Regions from separate parts of the Columba livia genome. Here region 1 is linked to region 2. A link is a contact called in public Hi-C data. All regions are on one chromosome and are shown on one strand. The core of a region is the stretch at or near the end of the contact, and the rest is flanking DNA. Distances in the headings are between cores, read along the strand shown. Region 1 has its middle 170 kb from the start of CDIN1. Region 2 has its middle 21 kb from the start of CDIN1.

Region 1 (7,360 bases), core at 1,248-3,747, 190 kb after region 2:
TGCCGCCGCTGCGCTCCAACGGGAGCGGTGGTGGGCGAGGCCGCGGGCCGGGCCACTGGCGGGGGGCGCCGGGACCGGAGCGGGGCGGGCGGTGTTGGGCAGAGGCGGGCAGCCCGGCAGCCACGCACCGCCGCCCCTCTCCGGGGATGCTGCTCCCTGACGTCAGCTGTTTGCTCAGTCTTTTGTTCAGTTAAAAATAGTTTCACACAGCAGCTTACCTGCCTTGGGTGGAGGCTGCTCGTGGGATGCGTCAGGGAAGTGTTTTCTGGCGAAATCAATCATTTCCGTCTCCCTCAGATCTGTGATCTCCGCGCCTAAATTGATTATACTGGCTCGCAGTCTTCCAAAACCAGTATTTTTCTGCCTGTAACACATGGGAAAAGAAAGTTGCTTTGTAATCTAGCTATAACAGAGCTTTGTTCTCGAAGCAAGGTATTTCTTTTAGCGACTCACTGAAGTATACATACTGTCGAATATTATCTTTCCTCTAGTACTTTTACTTTTTAATTTTTCCCTTTGCGTCTCGTTCACGGCCGTTACTGTGTTGTACTTGCAATTGCATATTAAGCTAGTAAAATAATTGCTTTATAGTAGATTACTTGCAGCAGACATTTATTCTTCTTCTTCCGATTCTATGGAGTTATTAAAAAGTAATGGGTGCCAAGACAATCAAGGAATATTTCCTAATTAAAGAGGAAAAATGGAACTGCCACCATTTTCCACTGTGTGTGGGCCAGTTCACGTGCTCAGCTTACACGCACATACCATCGTAGTATATGTGTATGATGCATATACACACACGTACACACACACTGGCACACACCCGCTATACTATAGTGAGTTCCCTTTTTTCCTTTACTTACAGAGACTAAATAACAACTTGAAATCGAAGACAAATTAATTGACAGGAAAAAATGTCACTTTTTTCCACTTCAATTTCTTCCCATATTATAATGAAGTTCTGAGTCTTTAGCTAGGTGGACAACTAACCACCCGATGCCTACTGTCCTAGAACCACCATCCCGCTGGATAGTTTATGGCGATGAAGTTTTTCAACTACTCAGTAACCTTATTTTATTGTGCGTGGAATACACACAACACGTACAGATCTATTGGATCTATATAGTGTTGCGTATAATTTTATAGTTTATCTTAGCCGAACTGCTCCTGGGTGACAAATGTCTCCGTCGCAGGGAGCACCGTCCTCATTTCAATGCTATTCCGTTCTCGGAGCGCGCGTGGTAATTCTTTACAACGAAATTGCTTCCCTTCTGGTTCCTATATTTTAATTTAGTAAAGGACTGATTAGCTGTGGCTTTAAAAGGGCCAGGTCTGCGCTGGCTCGCAGCGTCACCTCTCACCTCTCCGCAGCCCCGGGCTGGGGTCACTGCGGGGCCGCGGCGGGGGAGCGGGCAGCGCGGTTCCGGCTCCGGCTCCCGCTCCCGCCGCGCCTACCTGCGCGCCCCGCGCAGCGCCCCACGGCCGAGCCTGGCTCCGGGAGCAAATCCCCTGTCGCCCCCGTCGGAGGGGGAAGAGCCGCCAGCCTCTGCCTCTGGTTCACCGCTGCCGAAATGAATCATCGCGGAAACAACAGGAAGATGCAGCTCAGCTAGGGGACAATAATTGTTTGGTTTATTTTAATTTGCAACGCCCCGGTTTACTGGCACCCTTTCTTTTGACTTCGGAGAAGGGGGGTGGGAGGAATCTGGCCGGGGAGCATCGCGCTGTTTAAAGGCTTCATGTAAACTTCTACATTTTGAAAGAATAACTTCAAAAACCTGTGTTTGATTGTATTCAGACATGTGCACAGCTCACATCGATTTGTGGATTCACTGAAGGTGTAAAGGTCCGTGGATAACATTTCAGATCGAATGTCCCTAAATCAGGAGATTCTCCCTTCTTTGCCAAATCCTGGAAGCAGTTTAACACGGGGGGGGGGAAGGAGAGGGGAAAAAAATATATATATATATTATTTTTTAGGCTGTAAAAATGCATTTCAAAGAGGGATGATATTCTACCAGGAGAGACTACAATAAAAATCACAGGTCGCTTCTGAAAAGGTTTCACTCTGAGCAAATATTTCGAGTATGTCGGATCCTCATAAAATTATACTATAGACTTTATTCCGACGATTATTGGGAAATCATGCAATGCATACAAAAATACAGTCAAAAAAGGTCAAAATGAATTTATTTTCCGATATGAATAGTGAAAGGTACAAGTACATTTTTAATAGTTTTGATCTTTATCAAATGATCGATGTAAATAAAGTCATATACTGAATATTCAGGAAAATACAATTAATTTTAAGAAGTTACCTTTCATTGCGTGCACCGATGCACTTACAGAGCTGGTGCGGAGCCATCGCTTTGTTTATTTTTCTAATGTCTACCCAAATTCCAGCAATCCACAGAGCAGTAACAGCTTTTTCCATGTGTTTATCATCGGGGTTGCAACAGGATTCGCCTCAATTGTTCTGCCTTTCTCGTGTTTTCCTTTCTTCCCTTTTCTGCATTTCCCAGTTACATTCGCTTTGGTTGCAAAAATAAACATAGGAGTTTTTAACAGCAATTTGAGATGATAATGGTTACTGATCCCATTCTTTCCATCATAATCTTCAAGTGGTTTAAGATTAATGATAGGAGGTGTTTTAGCAAGGAGTGTGGGTTCTCTTCTCCAAAGACCATCGCTATGATAATTTACTTAAGATGTTGACAAGACTGTCAGTAAGGCTAATTTTTTATTAAGCTGTGCTGTAGCGACTGTAGTAAGCATTTGTTGTTGTTATTTAAGCGCATCGTATTTTTGAATGCCTTCCTATAAATATTGTTATCTGGTCTCTGCCTGATGGGATCTGCAACTGAGATTATTCCCCTTGCCTTTGTTTCAAGAAAGGTATCTTCTGATATTCTGATATTCTCTTCCATTCTCCCCCGTTTCCTTACACGCACATTTTGTGAAAGAAAATAAATTTGAGCAACTACTCTTTTGGCCGAGCAAGGCAGATCTTCTGCAAAGCATTGTTTTGGCTGGACTCTGTCTAGGCACAGCCCTGAACAAACAGGACTAGATGCAGGTTTGAGTGCTGGTTTTGTGCCATTTTTTTTTAATGGGCAAAATAACCCTTTAAACCATAAATATGTAACTGTGGTATCCTGGTGTACAAAGAGACTAGGTTGCCTTTTCAAACGCGGGCGATTCATGATTGTATTTGCGGCTGACGAGCAGAGCTCTGCCCTCGCTGCGCACCCCGCGCTGCCCCAGCCAGAGCGGAGCCTTCCGCCGGGCCGGCACCCACGGGCGCTCAGCGCGGCTCCCGTCGCCAGGGCCGGACCCCGCGGTGGGCGGCGGCGGCAGCGCTCTCCCGCACACCTCCGCCCCGGCCCGCCTCCCCACGGGGTCGCGGCCGGGACCGGGCCGGGCTCGCAGCGCTGTGGAGCCGCGCCGGGCTCTGCGTACCCCGCGCTCCTGCCCGGCCGCTTTCCCCTGTCCTCCGCGGAGGCGCCGGTGAGAGCATGGACGGCGGAGGAGGGTGCGGAATAGCCACCTCTCTCTGAGGAAAAAAGTCTGGGGTGAAATCGCGGCAGATCAGTTGGTTTTACCCTTCTGTCGTGTTTTCAATAAACATAAAACTGCGGGCTTACCTATAAATTACCGGGGTCATGTGACACCCATTTGGCAATGGTTTATTGCCCTTTTCATTCCCCCCAGTTGCTTTGCTACGCGCCTGCGGCCAAGCGCGCAGTGGAGGCCGTGCGGGGTGCCGGGGAGCGGAGAGCCAAGCTCGGGTGGAGGCCCCCGAGCACGGCCCGCCTTGCCGCAGGGCCCGTGGGGCGAGCAGGGTCGCGCTGCCCGCGTGGAGCAGGCGTGGGACCCCCGTCCTCCCCATGCGCGCTGCCAAGCGAGACGCCAAGTAAACGGCGGGGGCTACAAAAGCTGTTTATCCTCCTTATCAGCCGCCCGTAGCCGCTATCAGCAGCTCTGCGCTCCCAAAGAAAGGAAAAGGACAGTTTAGTAAACAGTTTATGTTACGGTCCTCCCAGGCTCAAAGGCAGGCGCGGGCCAGCGGAGGCGCTTCCCTGTCACCTGCGGTCTGTACGCAGAAGTGGGCGCGGGCGCGCCCCGCTGCTTGCGCGCCCCTTGAGCCGCGCATCTACCCTACACACCGGCGCGCAGGGAAGCGCGCAGCGCGGGCGGAGGGCTCCTCCGCGGCGGTGCCAGGTGCGGCCAGCAGGGGGCGCTCCGACGTTGCGCCTGGGAGCTCGCGCCGCCGCGCCGCGCGCCCGCCCACGAACACGCGTATACACACAAGACACACGCGTGTACACACACACACATACACACACACTAGCACAGCGTCACAGCCCTCCGTCCAGCTGTGCGTGTTCCCGGGCGCTGGACGCCCCGTGCACGCGCTCCGCCGCACGGGTGTCCCCGTGCCTCTCCCCCTGCGTGTGCGTGCGTGTGCGTGTGTGTACTATACATTATGCAACTTATTAAATACAACGATGAATTGTCAACATTTTTTTCGCCTGTTAGTTCCGCTGATCCGGGCAGGATTTATTTTCCGATCTCGGGTCCCGGAGCTATAATGCGTGATTTCTTTGCCTTAAATAAAATTGGTCAAATGTTGACAACCTTTAAGCCAATCTAACACTCAAGATTACTGATGGGAAACTAATGAGAAAATATCAGATCGTCCGGCCTGGGGGCTCCTAATTAAATCTTAGCTGATTGAAAAATAAAAGCGGGTTCGGGGGCGTGGGGGAGGAGGGAAGAAGCTCCGGGCTGAACTTTAGCTCTCGTTTTACGTGATATTTCCCCAACTTAGCCCCCCCTCCACTGTTCCCCCCTCCCTCCTAAAAATCCTAATGTTATTTCGCTGGTTATTTCGAGAGATCCGAAAGCGACTATAATTCCTTGCCCGGTAAATATTAAGGCCTTTAAGCAACGTGATTTAACTAATTAGAAAATTTACATCATTAAGTCTCAGGGAAAGAAAAAAGGAGAAACAAATCTGCCAGTCATTTTAAAAGAGACAGGCCCTATTGAAGTGTGAAGAAATCGGCTCTAATTCAAAAAGGCAATCGGGCAGAAAAAGCCCTCAACATTACCCTGCTAGTTATTAATCAGAAGGGGTTTCCCCCCCTCTCCTTTCCTGCAATGGCAAGAGCTGAAGCACATCGTTAGTTTCTCCCAAAGCTACCGCACAGTTTCCATTCAGGTTTTTTGCCACTCGTCTATGTCCCATATTAGCAGCGAGTATTTCTCCATTCAAGGCTCATAGATTTGAAAATGTTTCCTAACTGGGGAGCCGGAGCCGCAGAAAAAAATAAGGCTCCCCTCACCTCCGCTCCAGTCAAATACAAGGGCTGAGATGCCCCGTCCCCATTAAAGTGAGGTCCTAAAGTAAATTACTCGGCGAGAACTAGATTATGGCTTTGTTTTGCTCCCTTACCCTGCATTTCTAAACACACACAAGCCTGAAAGTGGAAAGCCCCCCCCCCTTTCTTTTTTCCCAAGGACTAGCTGTGTTCAGTGCCACGCACCAGCCTCAACCAGAACAATATAAAACTTGAGTGAAAATCAGGGAGATCGGATTACTAATGTCGGGCCGTTAATGAAGTGACGCGGGACGCTGATTGCCGGCGCAGCGAGCGGGAGGAGGAGCTGGTGGCCCCCGGTTTAGGGAGCACAGCTGGGGTGGCTGCAAGGGAAGCTCAGAAAGGGGGAGAAATGAAGGAGCTTGGTCCAAACCACCGGGAGTGTTACATCTCTCTCTCTCTCTTTCTCTGTCTCTCTTTCAAACACGCTCTCTAATCCTCTCCTTCCAACTGTTCACAGTGGACTATAGTATAAATAATAAATACATCCTACTCTGCGTTTTCTCTCTCCTAATCTCGAAGAATCTGACAGTCGCTTTAATCAAAGGAGTTTGCCCTGGTTCTTCATGGAGCTAATTTAAGGAATTTTAAACACGTCTCGGACAAAACCAGGTGATAGGGGCCTATTTCTGATCTCACGGCCCGGGGACGAACTCTCCTGTGGCTCGAGGAATTAACCCCGTGTAAATGGGTTCAGGATCAACCTTCTGATGGGGATTTTACTTGGCAGTAGCCTGTAAAGACAAATATTCTGGGGGAAAAAAAAAAAAAAAAAGTCTCTGCAAGCCCTATTCCGGCTTCCAGTTACGCCCCAGTGTTAACTTGTAGTCATCTCTGTAAGCAGATGCCTACAGATATGTAAGGTCTCCACCAGGACCGGACATATTCCTTTAGCAGCGCTACGTCGGCTTACAGAAAGATCGTTTGAGCAGCTCCGCACGATGTGTGAGGGGCAGGCAGGCCGGTCACTGTCTCTCGCCCGCAGCGGTGCGGGCGCGACACCGGTGCCAGCCCAGCCCAGCCCAGCCCGTCCCGCGGGCATCCCACCGCACCCCTCCGCGCATCACACCGCACCCGTCCGCACAGTCCCCTCCGAGATTTTTGAGAAGGGAGAGGGACTTTTACGGAACATGTCCTCCTCAATGGAAACATTTCTCCGTTTCTCTATAAAACCAGCGGAATTACCGCCTTTGTGCCTTGTGGAAACACAGTAAGGCAGACTTGTCTGCCAAAGCGAGAGGACCTGATCGCCAAGACGAAATGGAGAGGGGAGGGCAGAAGGAATATCCTTGACTTCTCCGCCCCCTTTACATCAGTTTGTTTTGCAGTTATTCAAAATGATTGAGTTTTCTGAAGAAGACCCTTTAGAGGCAACAAAACCAGCAACAACATCTTTCCCCAAAAAACAACATGAACATCAACCTGTCTTCTGGCAGGGTTTCGGTGCTTAGAGGCATTACAATAAAATTTACGGCGTCCTTAACAACTCCCAAGTAAAAGCATTAAAATTCACTTTAAATGAGAAAACATTGATTTTTAAGTCTGGAAAGAACGAACCCGTAATTTAATTGCAAACTTTCACCGGCAGAGCAGCATCTCAGGGAGGCCACATTCCATTTTTAATAGAGCCACTTTATGAAGTGATAAAAACAAAGAAAACCTGACAAACAGAGAGACAGTTGCAATTGCGAAAGAAAAGTTATTTGTCTTCCATATCCCTCTTCGCAGCTCCAAACTATCGTACATTTCCCTCCCCCTTCACCCTTCGCCCTCCGAAAACAAAACACGAGTGTAAAAGCAAAGGATTTGGGATCCAGGGAAGAAGCAGTAGCTCATATTATAAACAACGATTTGTCTTTACCAGGCAAGGAGTGAAGCCAAGAGGTTCAAGGGAACATTTTCACAAAATGGTAGCTTCTTTTAAAAAGGAAACTCATCGGATAAATTTTCCTTACTTCCCATTGTTCGTTTAAAGA
Region 2 (7,643 bases), core at 4,692-7,191:
TAAATCCATATTGTTTCAATTGCATGGATGATGGTAGGAGCTCTCTTAAATATTACTTAATATTTGGAATAACCTACCAGTCTGTTTTGAATTATCCCCTGAAAAAGATGCTTTGGCTAAGATACAATGCCAGGAATGTTTTGTAGCATGAGACAGCTGTAGAATTGATGCAAAAGAAGCAAGTTGAGTTCAAGCTCTTTCGCTTCAGGACTTTTCAAGGTGAGCAGAGTTCTCTGCAGTAACTTCCCCTGTGTGTGTATCTTCAAAACTTGCATTACTGAAAGACAAAATTGCATTTACAACTATGTAGGCTAAGGTGTATTAGTACTTATTGACACTGAAGATCACTTGATAATCATAACCATGTATCATGCAAGCAGGAAAAAAAACCAATACAGACTGTACTTCTGTATAAAACGAACCACGTTCTCTACTTCACTGCAACCTAAAGCAGTATAATTCTCTGGGAACAGTGAGGTTATGCTGGACTAGAATTCTACACACTGAAGACTCAGAAATGTGAATCTAATTGTACTTCTAAATTGAAAAAAGTTACAGAGGAAAACTACTTTAAGTACTCAGGACTTCTTAATTTAGTCTTCTTATGGAAACAACACCAAGAATGTGATGATGTCAACCATTTGGAAGTCAGGAAGCCTCAAAATTAAAGTTGATCGAGTGACATCAAACAAACAGTGGAGTATTTCATAGAATCATAGAATCCTTTAGGTTGGACAAGACCTTTAAGATCATCAAATCCAATCATAAATGTAACACTACAGAGTCCCACTAAACTATGATGGTAAATGCCATATCTACACATATTTCAAACACCTCCAGAGATGGTGACTCAGACACTTCTCTGGACAGCCTGTTCCAATGTCTGACAAGCCTTTCTGTGAAGAAATTTTTCCTAAAATCCAATCTAAACTTCCCCTGCTGCAACGTGAGACTGTTTCCTCTTGTTCTTTCACCTGTTACTTGGAAAAAGAGACTGACACCCACCTTACTACAACCTCCTTACAGGTAGTTGTAGAGAGCAATAAGGTCTCCCCTCTGCCTCCTTTTCTCCAGGCTAAACAGCCCCAGTTCCCTCAGCCACTCCTCATCAGACCTGTGCTCCAGATTCTTCATTACCTTCCTTGCCCTTCTCTGAACTCACTCCAGCACTTCAATGTCTTTGTTGCAGTGAGGGGCACAAAACTGAACATGGTATGCAAGGTGGGGTCTCATCATTGTTGAGTACAGGGGGACAATGACTTCCCTAGTCCTTGTGGCCACACTATTCCTGATACAAGCCAGGATGCTGTTGGCCTTCTTGGCCACCTGGGCACACTGCTGGCTCATATCCAGCTATCTATTGACCAACACCCTGAGGTCCTTTTCTGCCATGCAGCTTTCCAGCCACTCTCTCCTGAGCCTGTAGTGCTGCCTGGGGTTGTTGTGACTCAAGTGCAGGGGCCAGAACTTGGCCTTGTTAAACCTCATACAACTGGCCTCAGCCCAATGATCCAACCAGTCCAGAACCCTCTGTATGGCCATCCTACTCTCCAGTAGATCAACACTCCCATCCAACCTGTAGTCATCTGCAAACTTGCTGAGGGTATACTCAATCCCCTCATCCACATCATCGAAAAAGAGATTAAACAGAACTGGCCCCAACACTGAGCCCTGCGGAACATCACTTGTGACCAGCTGCCAACTGGATTTGACTCCATTCACCACAACTCTTTGGGCCCTGCCATCCAGACAGTTTCCTTTTCCTCTGTTCTACTGCCCTAACAAGCTTTTTTTCTTTATGAAAATCCATGGTAGAACACATGCTATATCTTAAGCATTTTATATTTTCCAAAAATGCTACAAGCAAATTGTTTTTAATGCCATCATAGCCCTCTTCATCATTACTGACAGACAGCTAGTACTTTTTTTCCTCAAAGGTACAATTATCGATACGTTTAATCTAAATTCAGTTATTTTTGCACTGTTTACTCACAATTCAGGAGACAAGACAGTGACAAATCACCTTCAGATTTAGGTGGCCTAAGTGAATGCCTGAAAATTTGTATTGTCAGTGTTTGTTGTTATATTTACCATATAAAGCTTTGTGTAAAAATTGTGCTAGTTTCACATTTCAGTGAAATATATCTGTTTGCCTCCCACCATTACCACATTGCTTCTGTCAGCACTTTGTATTTCAACATGGTAAGCAGACAAACATGGCTATTCATCAGTGCTTATTCAGTGCTATTATAAACTATTCATTATTTTACAGGATTATTATCTTACAGTATTAAAAGTATGATTACAACATTGTTTGTGATACAAACTGAAGCATTTAATCATTATCAACCCATTAAAGAGGACTCAGAGTTGCACATTCAATTTATAAATTTCTTCTTTTAATTATTTAACTATACCATTTTAAAATGGGTGAAAAAACTTTAATTAAATATATATTTTTAGAAATATAAGAAACATAGCTCAGATTTCGTTAAGTGAAATCTTCCTGTGTTGAAAAATTGTAATTAAAAGATCTACCGATACTGCTGAAGCATGAATTCCTTTATGTTTATCTGTCAGGACTGCAATTTCTCAAGAGTTTCTGAAGATCCCCAGTTTACTCATCATTCCATTTTACTACACAAAAAAGTTAACACCATGGGTGCATAGAATAACAACGTGATCGGGTGTGCATAAGCAACATATTTAACAGAATAATGACTTCCAGAGATATTACATGAATAAGTTTAGCACATACATTTTTGGCACAGTTTTTAGTCAAAATATTCAGTAGGTAATATACAACCAAAGGTGTTTCTAGGAAGATTTTGGTGTAGAGAAATGGGTCAAGGTCAATTTTGGATAATGGTCCCTTTCCCATAAATGAGACCATTACCTATCTAGAAAACTTAGCTTTCTACAGGTACTATTTTGAAAACTATGTTAGGACCTGGGACATAAACACTCATCTAACAAGACTCAAATTAATTTTGACTCATTCTTCTAATACTTCAAACTAGTGGAAGATTTCTGTTTAGACTTTCAGCAAAGCAGTACACTTTGACAGACACTTCAAATCAACTGTAAGTTTAAGAGCACTTAAACTAGCCCAAACTAGGGCATTTAAAAATTCTGGTGACAATTAACTACAGTGGTCACTACTATTTTATGAGAATTTATTACTCTACTAAAATATAAGAAGTATTTTACGGTTGTTGAGTTATACTTCTGCTCAATCAGATTACACGCATTAAATGATTTTTAGAAAAAAAATCATGGACAAAGACAACGTGGAATGAAAATGTATATGCTATCTACAACTACTATAAGATTTTTCAAAAACTAATTTGGAAGTATCTTACTATATCTTGATTTTTTTTTTTAAGCCAGGAAACAAGACACATCAGAGTGAAGAAAGAAAATCTATTCCACTAGCAACACACCATCCAATCACAGCACATCTGCCTTTCTTCTGTGATGACAAGGATGCACAGATGTTTTTTAATATCCATAAACCAATATGCTAACTATAAAAACAAAGGCACACATACAATATACTGCCAGTAATTCTATTAATCTAAGATAAAAACAAAGATGAAAACAGAATGAATGAGTTTCTTCAAACCAACTTCTTTCTACTTATAAATCAGAGTACTAAAGAGAAATAAATACATATGTATCCTAGTGATTTAACACCCATCCCAAGCTAGCCCATCTTGTGTCACTGCCTAAGTCATGCAAATTACACCAGAACTGCCAGTTGACTAAGATTAATGACACTGCGCCAGCTTCTTTGTTTCTCTCTGCGGCCGTTTAGTGTGAAATACTATCCAAAAACATTATCTATCCTCTATTAATCCCACAAATTTGTTCACACCATGCACATTGTTTAGGGCAATTTACAACAGGAACATACTGAGCACAATTGCATTTAATTACTTGGGTTCTAATTACATTCATTAAAGGCTAATAAAATAAATGAAACAGCTTTAAAAGCTTCTGCAAAACACATGGGTCTTGTCTCCCTCATGAAGCATACTGTAGAGGTTTGATGTAAAACATAGATTTCAACATATATGTCTGCATATTATGTATCTGTAATATGCACAAAGACTTTTAATGCATACTTATTTATTTATTTTTATTTATATATAAACCATATGCACATCAACTCTGAATGATTCTGAATACTGCTGATATTTACTTATATTACTAGTCATGAAGATGCCAGGCAACCCAAACTACTTTTTAATGTGGTATGTTGAGACGGAGGAATATCAGTTTTAACATTCCAACCCAGTTCTTTTAACTGTTTCCACCTGCATTACAGAGTTATTCCCTCATTTTCTCTCATCTTATATCTGCATTATAAAATATATAAACTGACATTAGAAGGAGAGAAAGACATCAAGAAAGAGAAGAATAAAAGAGCAGGAAAAACCACATTACTTTATTTGGTATATATTCTTAAAAATATTTTGCTAAGGCTCATTTCTGACATTCATCTGAGGATTTGAATTTTTTCTCAGTAGCTATTTACATTAAAAAACACATTCTGCACACTAGACAGCCTAAATAAATCCCCCATGGTGGTTAAAAATGCAGCTTGTTAATAACAGAATTCCCTAATTTTTACGTTTCTGTGGTATTTCCATTGTGCTTAGAATGCAGTTTATGGCAAAAGACAAAGCCTGGAACATGCTGTTGATAACTGTGCCAGAGAAAATTCAGCACTGGATATTTAGAAAAGAGTGCTTATGGTGTGCTCCTCTCATTACAACTATTCATTGTTCTTGGATTCACAAGAAGATGATCTTTGTAATCAGTGAAAGTAACAAAGTTCTAGTTAATTATTCTACAAACCTTATACTATGTACATGCATGGTCTTAGCTGAAGATCCAGTTTGGCACCCTTGGAAATTTGAACCTCTTAAATATTCTGCATTACAAATATAATGACAATCAAACAGGCCTGCCAAGAGCTAAAAAGTATATGGACTTATGCACAATTTTCATTCATGTACAAATGCAAATAAAGAAAAAAAAACAAAACAAAACAAAACAGCCTTGAGGACTAACCTTGCGGTGTTGTAGAATTTTAACAAATGTAGAGATTCGGTGCAGATTCTATGATGCAAATCACACCTATACAATACGACTTCATCTTATAATTTAATAAATGTTCTCTTGCTGGCAGTTAGTTAATTTAAAAATACTTCAATACTTTCTGGGGTTTTAGTCCATTACTGACCAAATAATCATATTTTACTTTAAAAAATACATAAAACAATTTTTCTCTTCAGAATATGTTTTACAAGAAGCATGCTGTGCTGGTACAGCACTTTGGGCAGTTTAACAGAAAGCAATAAAATAACCATGGCTATGTGTATAATTTTGCAAAGTTCATCTTAAAAATTATACAACTTTGCCACATACACATCTCAAACTGTTTCTTATTATGAACACTGGATGAATTACTTTTGTAAACTATTAAAAGAGCAGACATTTAAAAAATCATCTGAATCCCTCATTCAGATATATAAACCCCTCATTCGTGAATCAACATTTGCTTTGGAGAAGGGAGGAGGGGCACCCATCCTGCACAACAAAGCAGCAGCTCAATACAGCTGCCATCTGGCTTCCTCCTGCAGTTCACTTCCCATAGCAAACAAGATCCATAGTTTAAGGAGTGTTGGGAAAGGAAGAGGGGCTGCAGTTTTAACCTTACAGCTTTACGATGGAGCATTTTTCCACTCTATAAAAACTCCTCTTAATATAGGAGAATGGAAGGCTCAGGAAATTGTTAGTAGGATAGAAAGCCTTTCACTTCTGTGTTTCTGGTTCAGATCCACATCAACACAGTGGTAACCAAATATAACTACCACCTAAAGGACCTTTTAATGAAACGAGTTAGCTGATCTCAGTACAATAGCTAGTGAGCAAGCATCTATATCACTGAAAGCAACACCAAATATGATAAACTCTTTCCTCCTCACTGTGCAGCAGCTGCTTATCACCAGTAGCAGCTGAGAATGTTTCAAATATTAAAGCATAAACCAAAATATTTTACCTACAAGAGAAGAAAGAATGCTAAAAGCATGACACAGTCAGTGAGACGTCTACCATCTGATGGGCTGTTTCTACTTAGGTTCATAAAAGCACGAATTTGTCAAATTTCAGGTTATGTTCCAATGTCTAATGTCTTTACCTTTCCTTGGGCAGTAGTGGTGGAAACCGGAGCAGAAAAGAATCTAACAGTTTAGCTTTGCATTTATACTGGAGAAGCTAAAGACTCAAACTGACGAACATTAAATCTATTTTTCTTTTATTTTATGTAATAATGTGTATTCACTATTTCGCTACATCTACAAAATAGGAATAGAACCAAAGATTCAGGCTGTGTACTCTGATGGTTCTGCCAAACAAATATGACTACAACACAACTATATGCTGAAGCAACGATAAAGCTACTGGTTTAGGCAGCAGTATAAAACCTAGCAGTTTACTTCTTGCAAACAATAAGGATCCAAGTCCTTTCTCATTAAATTATAACAAAGAGATCCCTAAAACGTTTCATTGAAAACAGTGGAGTTTTTCCATTCTTTCAGTGAGATCTGAGTTTATACACATTAATGTTGAGGTATTCAACCCAATAGACAGACAGTTCACAACACAATGAAATTAAAGACAAATTATTTCCATATCTAAAAAGCAGCACCAAGTTTACAGTCAAAGTAAAATAAACTTTAAAATCATTCATGTTTGAAAGGTCAAATGTTGTTCTAATACCATACAACCGAATGGGTAATATCCATTAAGACCGATCAGTGAAAAACACCAACAAAATGAATAAATACAACCCAAAAGCTAACAACCTCAATCCCTAGCAGCCCCTTGACCCTTATTACTACAGCTGCTGGTGTAGGAAAGGATTAAAGCAGGCTAGAAATCATTGGGTTAACATACAAGGGCTCAGAAATGTGACCTTGGTTACTTACAACATATATCCCCTACTAAAAATGAGTATATGAGGAGAATTAGAAACAGAGCTAGCAAAGGTCAGCTTGAGTGCAGATAAACTAAGAAAAAAGAGGCTTGACAGGCAAAAAGGTTTTATTTCTCCCACAGCACTTTGTTGTAACCAAGATGGTCTAAGGACGGAAGCAACACTAGGGCAGATGGCACTGTTGAACATGCCAGATAAACTTTTGGGCACATGAACCCTTCTTCATGTCTAGACAGCAGCAGCTTTCAAAGCTAAATAGAAAAAAAACCTGCTCAGCATTAGATATGTACCACCAGGTCCATATGGCATAAAATGTATGAATAACATCTTCATCATCATGAGTAGAAAACTGGATTTCCTCACTAATTGCAATCATAAATTCAATAATCATGACTCTATTGTCAGACTGTCTTTGAAATTCTCCTGTACCGAGATCCCTTCTTAGGTATTAAGGTCAATATCAAAGATGGTAATCTACAAACTAAAATGCACAGAAAACCACAGACTAACAAATTTAACTCCATAAACTTGCAACTGTCTGAAACACACACACAAAAATCAGGCATCCTCAGATGCCATCCCATTCACTCTGAAGAAAAATCCTGTGATACCATCCAAAGAACCACCTTAACCAATT

The links. A called contact is a pair of places that touch in the nucleus more often than the background predicts.
Region 1: a contact with region 2 is called in a Hi-C map of liver, with 1.9 times the contacts expected there. The contact joins two enhancer-like sites. A contact is called at or near these places in 2 of 2 Hi-C or Micro-C datasets (crop and liver).

Annotation. Positions count from the first base shown.
Region 1 is chr5:33,381,359-33,388,718 of bColLiv1.pat.W.v2, forward strand. No RefSeq gene overlaps it. Among named protein-coding and RNA genes, the nearest start is that of CDIN1, 170 kb to the left of the region's middle. Within about 2 kb of position 2,498, at least 2 of the 3 cell types and tissues checked have an H3K27ac peak away from gene starts, as active enhancers do.
Region 2 is chr5:33,192,615-33,200,257 of bColLiv1.pat.W.v2, forward strand. No RefSeq gene overlaps it. Among named protein-coding and RNA genes, the nearest start is that of CDIN1, 21 kb to the right of the region's middle. Within about 2 kb of position 5,942, at least 2 of the 3 cell types and tissues checked have an H3K27ac peak away from gene starts, as active enhancers do.